Regions from separate parts of the Mus musculus genome. Here region 2 is linked to region 1. Evidence: chromatin contacts called from public promoter capture Hi-C data. All regions are on one chromosome and are shown on one strand. The core of a region is the stretch at or near the end of the contact, and the rest is flanking DNA. Distances in the headings are between cores, read along the strand shown.

What was found. Capture Hi-C pulls out chosen DNA fragments and counts their contacts.
Region 2: a promoter capture Hi-C map of pancreatic islet shows a contact between it and region 1. The contact joins two enhancer-like sites. A contact is called at or near these places in 1 of 15 datasets of contacts at CTCF or cohesin (the NIH/3T3 cell line), 24 of 484 Hi-C or Micro-C datasets (the 63-12 cell line, the C10 cell line, the CH12 cell line and 15 more), 3 of 115 datasets of contacts at active chromatin or transcription factors (embryonic stem cells, large pre-B cells and stem cell-derived neural progenitor cells) and 4 of 9 other capture datasets (adipose tissue, embryonic stem cells, liver and 1 more).

The regions. Positions count from the first base shown.
Region 1 is chr1:54,806,241-54,809,706 of GRCm38.p6, reverse strand. All of the region lies in intron 2 of Ankrd44 (ankyrin repeat domain 44), which reads left to right. Among named protein-coding and RNA genes, the nearest start is that of Ankrd44, 120 kb to the left of the region's middle. Within about 2 kb of position 1,661, at least 11 of the 459 cell types and tissues checked have an H3K27ac peak or open chromatin away from gene starts, as enhancers often do. A contact at or near this core is called in pancreatic islet, where this site is marked.
Region 2 is chr1:54,970,197-54,973,662 of GRCm38.p6, reverse strand. No RefSeq gene overlaps it. Among named protein-coding and RNA genes, the nearest start is that of Ankrd44, 46 kb to the right of the region's middle. Within about 2 kb of position 1,507, at least 17 of the 459 cell types and tissues checked have an H3K27ac peak or open chromatin away from gene starts, as enhancers often do. A contact at or near this core is called in pancreatic islet, where this site is marked.

The sequences.
Region 1 (3,466 bases), core at 412-2,911:
TGGTAACCAAACAGATCTATAGGTAAATTTGGGGTCCTGATATAAATACACGCTTGTTGCTTCTGCTGAAATAAGGACTTAAGGGTTGAGTGAAGTGTCATTTCTTCCCTCCTATTTATCTTAGAAAATCCTTTCATTTTATAACGATCTGTCATCCCTTTGCCTTTTTTTTTTTTTTTTTTTTTTTTGAGGCAGGGTTTCTCTGTATAGCCCTGGCTGTCCTGGAACTCACTTTGTAGACCAGGCAGGCCTCGAACTCAGAAATCTGCCTGCCTCTGCCTCCCGAGTGCAGTGCTGGGATTAAAGGCGTGCGCCACCACGCCCGGCCCCTTTGCCCTTTTTGAGCCATTGTTTTAAAAAGTCCACATTTATAAGCTGCCCGCATAACTCGGTTTCTCTGTCGGTTGGGTTGTGAGGTTGCACTGTTTTCTTATGCACCAGTGGCGCCCCCCACAGTGGTGCTTCCACAGGCTTTCTTTCCGGTGTTGTCCCTAAGAGAGCTCCAGCACTTGGCCATTTCTTCATCGCCTTCTTTATGTAGAATGTTTTCTGAGTGTCCTAGTGTTAGAACCCCTTGTGAGCTTCCTCCCCGGTTGCCAGTCCCCATTCTAAACTCACAGATGGGGACACTCATGGGACCCCTTTACTGTGGTTGGCCCCAGTACATATTGTCACCCAGTAACTAGCCTACAAGAGGTTTTGGCAATGGTAAGCTAGCATGCATTCACCAGAGAGGCATGTGCTATCAGTTCCCGTCACTCTTCTTCAGAAATCAGCATGTTTCCATCTTGATCTCTAGACCTAGAACCTACTGCAGGAGGTATTTGGCCTCAGACATATTTACTCTTACCTGCTTGGCTGAGGCCATCTTGATTACTCTGAATTTAGACCAGATTTGGCAGGTGCCTCCTTCATCTTCTCCCAGACCCATCTCTACCCACTCTGTCTTTCCTTCTTTTTCCCATCAGCAAGCCAGAAGGGGCATGTTAGGGAAAGAGTAAAAAGAGGAGCTAGCTGTGATGGGCAGCAGTTTCTGGGAAGTGACCACACAGCAGGAGTCCTGCCAGGTACTTTCTAAGCAGAATCTCACCCCACAATTCAGGAGAAAAAAGTCTGATTATTATGTTCATTTGACAGAGAAATGATGGCTAGAGAGGGGGCTAGCGACTCGTCCAAGGTCATTGTTCCTGTTTGATTTTAACCTTTGACCTCTGGAGTCTGCTAGACGTACTGCCATTCAGGTGGCTAAAACCAGATGTGGGATAAACAGTGAACCAAATCCAGACAACTGAGGGGTAGAGAAAATGAGGAGGAGGAGGAGGAGGAGGAGGAGGAGGAAGAGGAGGAGGAGGAGGAGGAGGAGGAGGAGGAGGAGGCGGCGGCGGCGGCGGCGGCGGCGGCGGCGGCGGTAGTTCTGGCCAAGAGGCAGGCCTGGTGGAAGAAAATCACAGTGGCAGAAAGTGAAGGCCCAGGGAGAGGTTGGGCTCTCTAACCACTCTGTTCCTTCCTCAGTGTGTGGCCCTGCCCTAGCTGTAGCTGTGTGATGGGCTCCCTGGGCACTGCTCTTCAGCTGACAGTATATGAACTATGAGCCACACAGTGTGCTGCCTCCAGAGATCAGCCTGGCACCTCAGAGGGAAAGGGAAAGTGTGTCGAGTGTTGAGCCCTCAGTGCCGCCTGGAGATTCTAGTAACCTAGTAACTGTGCTCCACTGCCTCTCCAATCTGTCCTTGCGTTGCTGTTGGACATGCCCATATGCAGTTGTCAGTGTCTGAGGCCATGCTACTAGTGACCCAAGAACTATAGAAAGTTTCTATCTGCCTGTGTTGGAATTACAGTAGCTTCTCTTTCTATGAACTGAATTTCCTGTAAACTTAGGTTCTTGTCCCATGACATGACCAGGAGGTGGATCTCCCAGCTTACCTCATTGTCTTTGGGAGTTGACCCTTGGAAAGTCTTGACACTGTAATCCTGCTTCCTTTTTATGTTCTTTATGAAGCCTGTGGATGCTGACTTTCCCCCAACTTCAGTTCCAGCCCTCTCATTTTTAGAAGGAGGGCAAGCGTTCCCTGCCAGCAATTCCTCTCTCCCCAGATTCTGGCTTGCTTTCTAACTCCATTGATAGTTCCAGAATCCCCATTTCCTGTGCCTGGAATGTTCTTTACCAGTAGTTTTATTTTAGTGAGGTCTGATCATTTCATGTGTACTCTGAGGCTAACCAGAGACAAATATAGACTTCAAAACAAAACAAAACAAAACAAAAACCAACCTTAGAGTCAGTGTTTCTGACAAATCACTGACCTCTTAAGAGTGGGACTTTAAGAGACAGGTTTGGAGTCACATTAATGCCACTCTTTGGGTCTTATTGTTGTAGGTGAGGTATCACAGAAAACATAGTTCTACAGCAGGCAGCCATCACAGAGGGGGTCTAGCACCAGCTGAACTTCATGTCCTGCCTCCACCTTCTCATAAAAGCTACATTTCTCACTCATTGGATTTGACTGCAAATATGGTTCTAGTTGAGAGCACCCCAATGGACGGGAAGGCTTTGAAACAAGGCCCATGATGGGATCCAGGTTGATCTGTTCACTCAAGTTTAGAGGATGTACAAGATACCTAAGAAAACATGGCTCCCACTTAGTTCTGTCTTAGCACAGAAACCTGCAGGCCACCCTCAGAGGGGCAGGTCTTTGTCCTTTGGGGTCATAGGCTTCAGTAGACACTCTAAGATAAATCAAGTCATCAGACATGTGTTGAATAGGCACTGTGCACAGATGTCGTGATATATTGGATAACTACACTCTACCTGCCCTCTGTCCCCAGCTCAGGTTCTGTGACAGCCATCCTAGAACCTTATGGTGCAGCCAAGGTGCAGTGTTGGTGGATCAGCCGAAGAGGTTTCAGAGGAAAGGGTACTAAGCTAAGTGTGGAAGAATTCTTCCAAGTGACTGCAAACCACAAATCAAGGACTCCATAGTTTGTGGTTTTAGGGTCCTTGTGCTGGAGGCTCCTGCTGCTTCTCCAGGGATTTGCTTGGTGTCTCAGAGCATCATGTTTCTTTATTTCCATCTGACTGAAATTTGCTTTTTGAACAATGTTGAATTTGGCAGGGAAGACGACAGAAGGATTTTTAGATGTAAAATGGTGCATAAGAAGTGGGCCAAAGGTTATAACATATGATTTCCCATTGGTGCTCAGAGATTTAAAAACTAAACATCTTATCACCTATAAGACAGTAATGTGCCCATTAACTGTCTGAGAATCCCAAAAGACCACCAAGCAGCCAATTCTGATGCAATCACACTACAGTGTCTTTATTCAAGCTCAACCTTGTGCTCACTGCCAACCCTGACACAGCAGGATGGAAGGGTGCAGCCCCAAGCCCAGCCTCAAGCAAGCATTTACAGAGGCAAGCAAATCTGATTGTGGGGCTATTATGGAATTTGCTGTCCTTTAAAATGATTGG
Region 2 (3,466 bases), core at 258-2,757, 160 kb before region 1:
TTGCCAGGCAGCTGTTGCCATGTTGGCTCCTTTCTGGGTTTAGTGTTTTTGTTTTGCCCATTCTGTTTTTGTATTAATACCATTGTTACTGTGGTTCTGTGTAGTCTCCCCTCCCCCAGCCTTAGGGTTCCACTGTTTACACCTGGATGGAGTTTACCTGCTCAATCGTTTTGCCACGCCTACTGCTGGAACCTGTGGCGTTGTTGTTTGGAGCCACCCACGTGGTCACCCTGCTACTGGTCCCCCCGGACTATTTGGCGGGAATCTACCCCCCCCCCCTTCCTCTCCTTCATAACTGCGTGCTGATTTAGTAAAATTGAGCTTTGATCAGAGTTGCTTTTGACTTGGCTCCGTTCTTTCTTCCGTCCCTCTAGTTCCTCTCTTTCAGCCCGAGCTGCCATCTCAGTTAAACCATTTTTGACATGTTTGCTCTTTTTGCTGACGATTGTTTTAGCTGTTTGGAATAATTTGTGTTTCCATGTGAAGTTTAGGCTTATTTGGTTTTGTGTGTGAGTGTGAAGTGTGTTACTAGAATTTTGATGAGGAGTGTCTTGAATCTGTGGCTCTCTTTTGGTGACAGAGCCAGTTTCACAGTTTGGATTCTGCCAATCCACAAGCACAAGAGGCACACTCATCTTCTGTCTTCTTCACTTTTTTTCTTCAGTGCTTTACAGTTTCCATCACAGAAATTCTTCATTTTGTTTCGGTTTATCCTTAGGTCTTTTATTTAGAAACTTTTATTTAGAAACTTTTATTTAGAAACTCAATAGGAGTTTTTAATTTAAATTTCTTTTTGCGTTTTTGATAATTTCATATAATGTCTTTACATCACTTCTATCATTCTTTTTCCCATTTCAACTCTTCCCATGTTTCCTCTGACTCCCTCTCAAGTTCATGACCTCTTGTATAATTATTGTTATAGGCATCTGCATCTATCTATCTATCTATCTATCTATCTATCTATCTATCTATCTATCTATCCATCCATCCATCCATCCATCCATCCATCCATCCATCCGTATACACCTCCTACATTTATCTCCCACTGCTCCCATTTAGTGTTGATTTTATGTACACACGCTCAGGGCTGACTCCTGGGATTGGGGAACATATCAGGCGATCATTAACAGAGAAGACCGATTCTCCCTCCCCAGCAGCTACTGTTTCAACTAGAAGTCTAAGGATACCAGCCAGTCTAGAATGTGAGCTGTGAGGAGAGTGGGTGTGAGGAGAGTGGGTGTGAGGAGAGTGGGTGTGAGGAGAGTGGGTGAGGAGAGTGGGTGTCCAAATGCTTCCCTGGCTGTAGCAGGGTCACTGCAAATCGGGGGACAGATGCTGTTTTTGACTTGGGCTGCTATGTATGCAGAGTATTGACTTTCTTTGCCTCATTTGCTCCTGAGGAAAAAAAATGTGTAAATGTTTGCATCTGGAGTAACTTCATGTGTGCACAGGGAGGAGGCCAGGAAATGAAAACCATGTGGTGCAGATTTGGGCCTTGAAGCTCCATGCTTGCCCACAAGGAAGAAGAAGAAAACATGCCAGTGATGGTTTTAGGTGGTCGTTAGGAGGAATGTGAACTAGGCCCATGTTCCTTGCCTGCTTCTGCTTCTCTCGAGCAATAGTTTCTGTTCCTTAGGCAGAGTAACAGCAAAATCACATTTCATTTGTTGAAATCTGACAAAATTGAACAGAATAAGAGGCTCAGGATGCTGTAGTAAAAATGACCTATAAATGTAAATGACCCTCCAATGACTTGGCCTCAGGCACTGTATTAGTCAGTTTTCTCTAAGAGTAACAGAATTTATAGAATGAATTTCTCTCTCCATATAAAACAGGGATTTATTAAATGACTCAAAGACTTTGGTCCAGCTAATTCAACAATGGCTGGCTGGGAATTGGAAGTCAGAGGCTAGATGCCTTAGCTGGTCTTCAGAAGACGCTGGAATCCTGAAGACGTAGGCTGTAATGCCAGTGAAGGAATGGATTTGCTAGGAAGGTGAGGGCAAGCAGGCAAAGAGCCAACGCTTCCTTCTACCATGTCCTTAGAAAGGCTTCCAGCAAGAGGCGGGGCCCAGATTAAAGGTGTGTCTTCTTGCCTCAAAGATCAATTAGAAGTGGATCTACCTACTTCAAATTGAGTAAAAATCCCTCACAGGAGTACCTTCCATGTTTGGATTTTACTTAATTCCCGATGTAGTCAGGTTGGCGACCAAGCATGGTCATCACAGGCTCATTCTGGAGTATCATGGAGTTGTGTGAACTTGGATGATGCTTCTCCTTGCCATCTTCTGCTGTGGTGCCTGCTGGATGCTCATGTTTACAGCACGAGTCTTGAAAAGTAAGTTCTCTATTAACCGCTCCTATCCTTTCAAAGTCACCATTGTACAAAGAACTTAGTCAGATAGGGACAGTGGAGGAGTGGACAGCCAGAGTCTGACAGGGCTGGGAGGCACTGGCATAAATTGGAGAGTGGATTACAAAACAAGGATGGACATTTGTGAATCAAATGGATCAGCCATGAGTGAGAGAAGTACGAATATTATTTGATGGGCTGGTGCAGTATCAGGCTCACAGTGATCTCAGAGACAAGGGAATCCCCAGAAATTCATGGCCCAGCCAGTCGGGCATACACGGTGGTGTCGACTGAGGCGGAGGATGATAATTGACACATAGAGGTCACTCCCTAACCTCCTCATGAATGCCGTGACACACATATACACATAAGAATGCAGAGATAGGGAGAGGGAGAGGGAGAGGGAGAGGGAGAGGGAGAGGGAGAGGGAGAGGGAGAGGGAGAGGGAGAGGGAGAGGGAGAGGGAGAGGGAGAGGGAGAGGGAGAGGGAGAGGGAGAGAGAGGGAGAGGTTTTTTAAAATCTACCTTTGGAGAGTTAGCCCATGGCCTTGCATAAGTCAGGCAAACACTGATTTGCATCTCTAGACTTTCTCCTCTTTTTTATTTTGATTGAGAACCTAGCCTTTAGTGACTGAACCGTTTCTCCAGCCCTTCTTTTTACTTTGAGACAGGGTCTCCCTATGTAGTCTAGGCTGGCCTTAAACTCTTAATTCTCTTGCCTTAAAATAAAGGGAATTACAGGTGTGTGATTACAGGGAATTAAAGTATACCGTCAGGCATACTTTCAAAAGATTCTTGATCTCAGGTTGGAAAACTGATTTAGCCAAAAGGATATTGTCTGTCTGTCTGTTTGTTTGTCTATCTCTGTGGCAACAGACAGCTACATCTATACCTTGAGACAGGAGACCAAAGAAACTTCCTTGCAAGGCCTGTGGCTTAACATGGAGGGGAGAACAGAGCAATTGTTCTGGAGTAAAAAGTTAATGCTTCTAAAATTTCTTTATTTTAAAAGTTTGGATTTAACATCTGTGGTGGAGAGAATAAAATAAATCCCAACTGGCCTCCTTCTTTGTCTTATTTCTCATTTAAGCATGGGGGTGGAAAGAGGCTGCA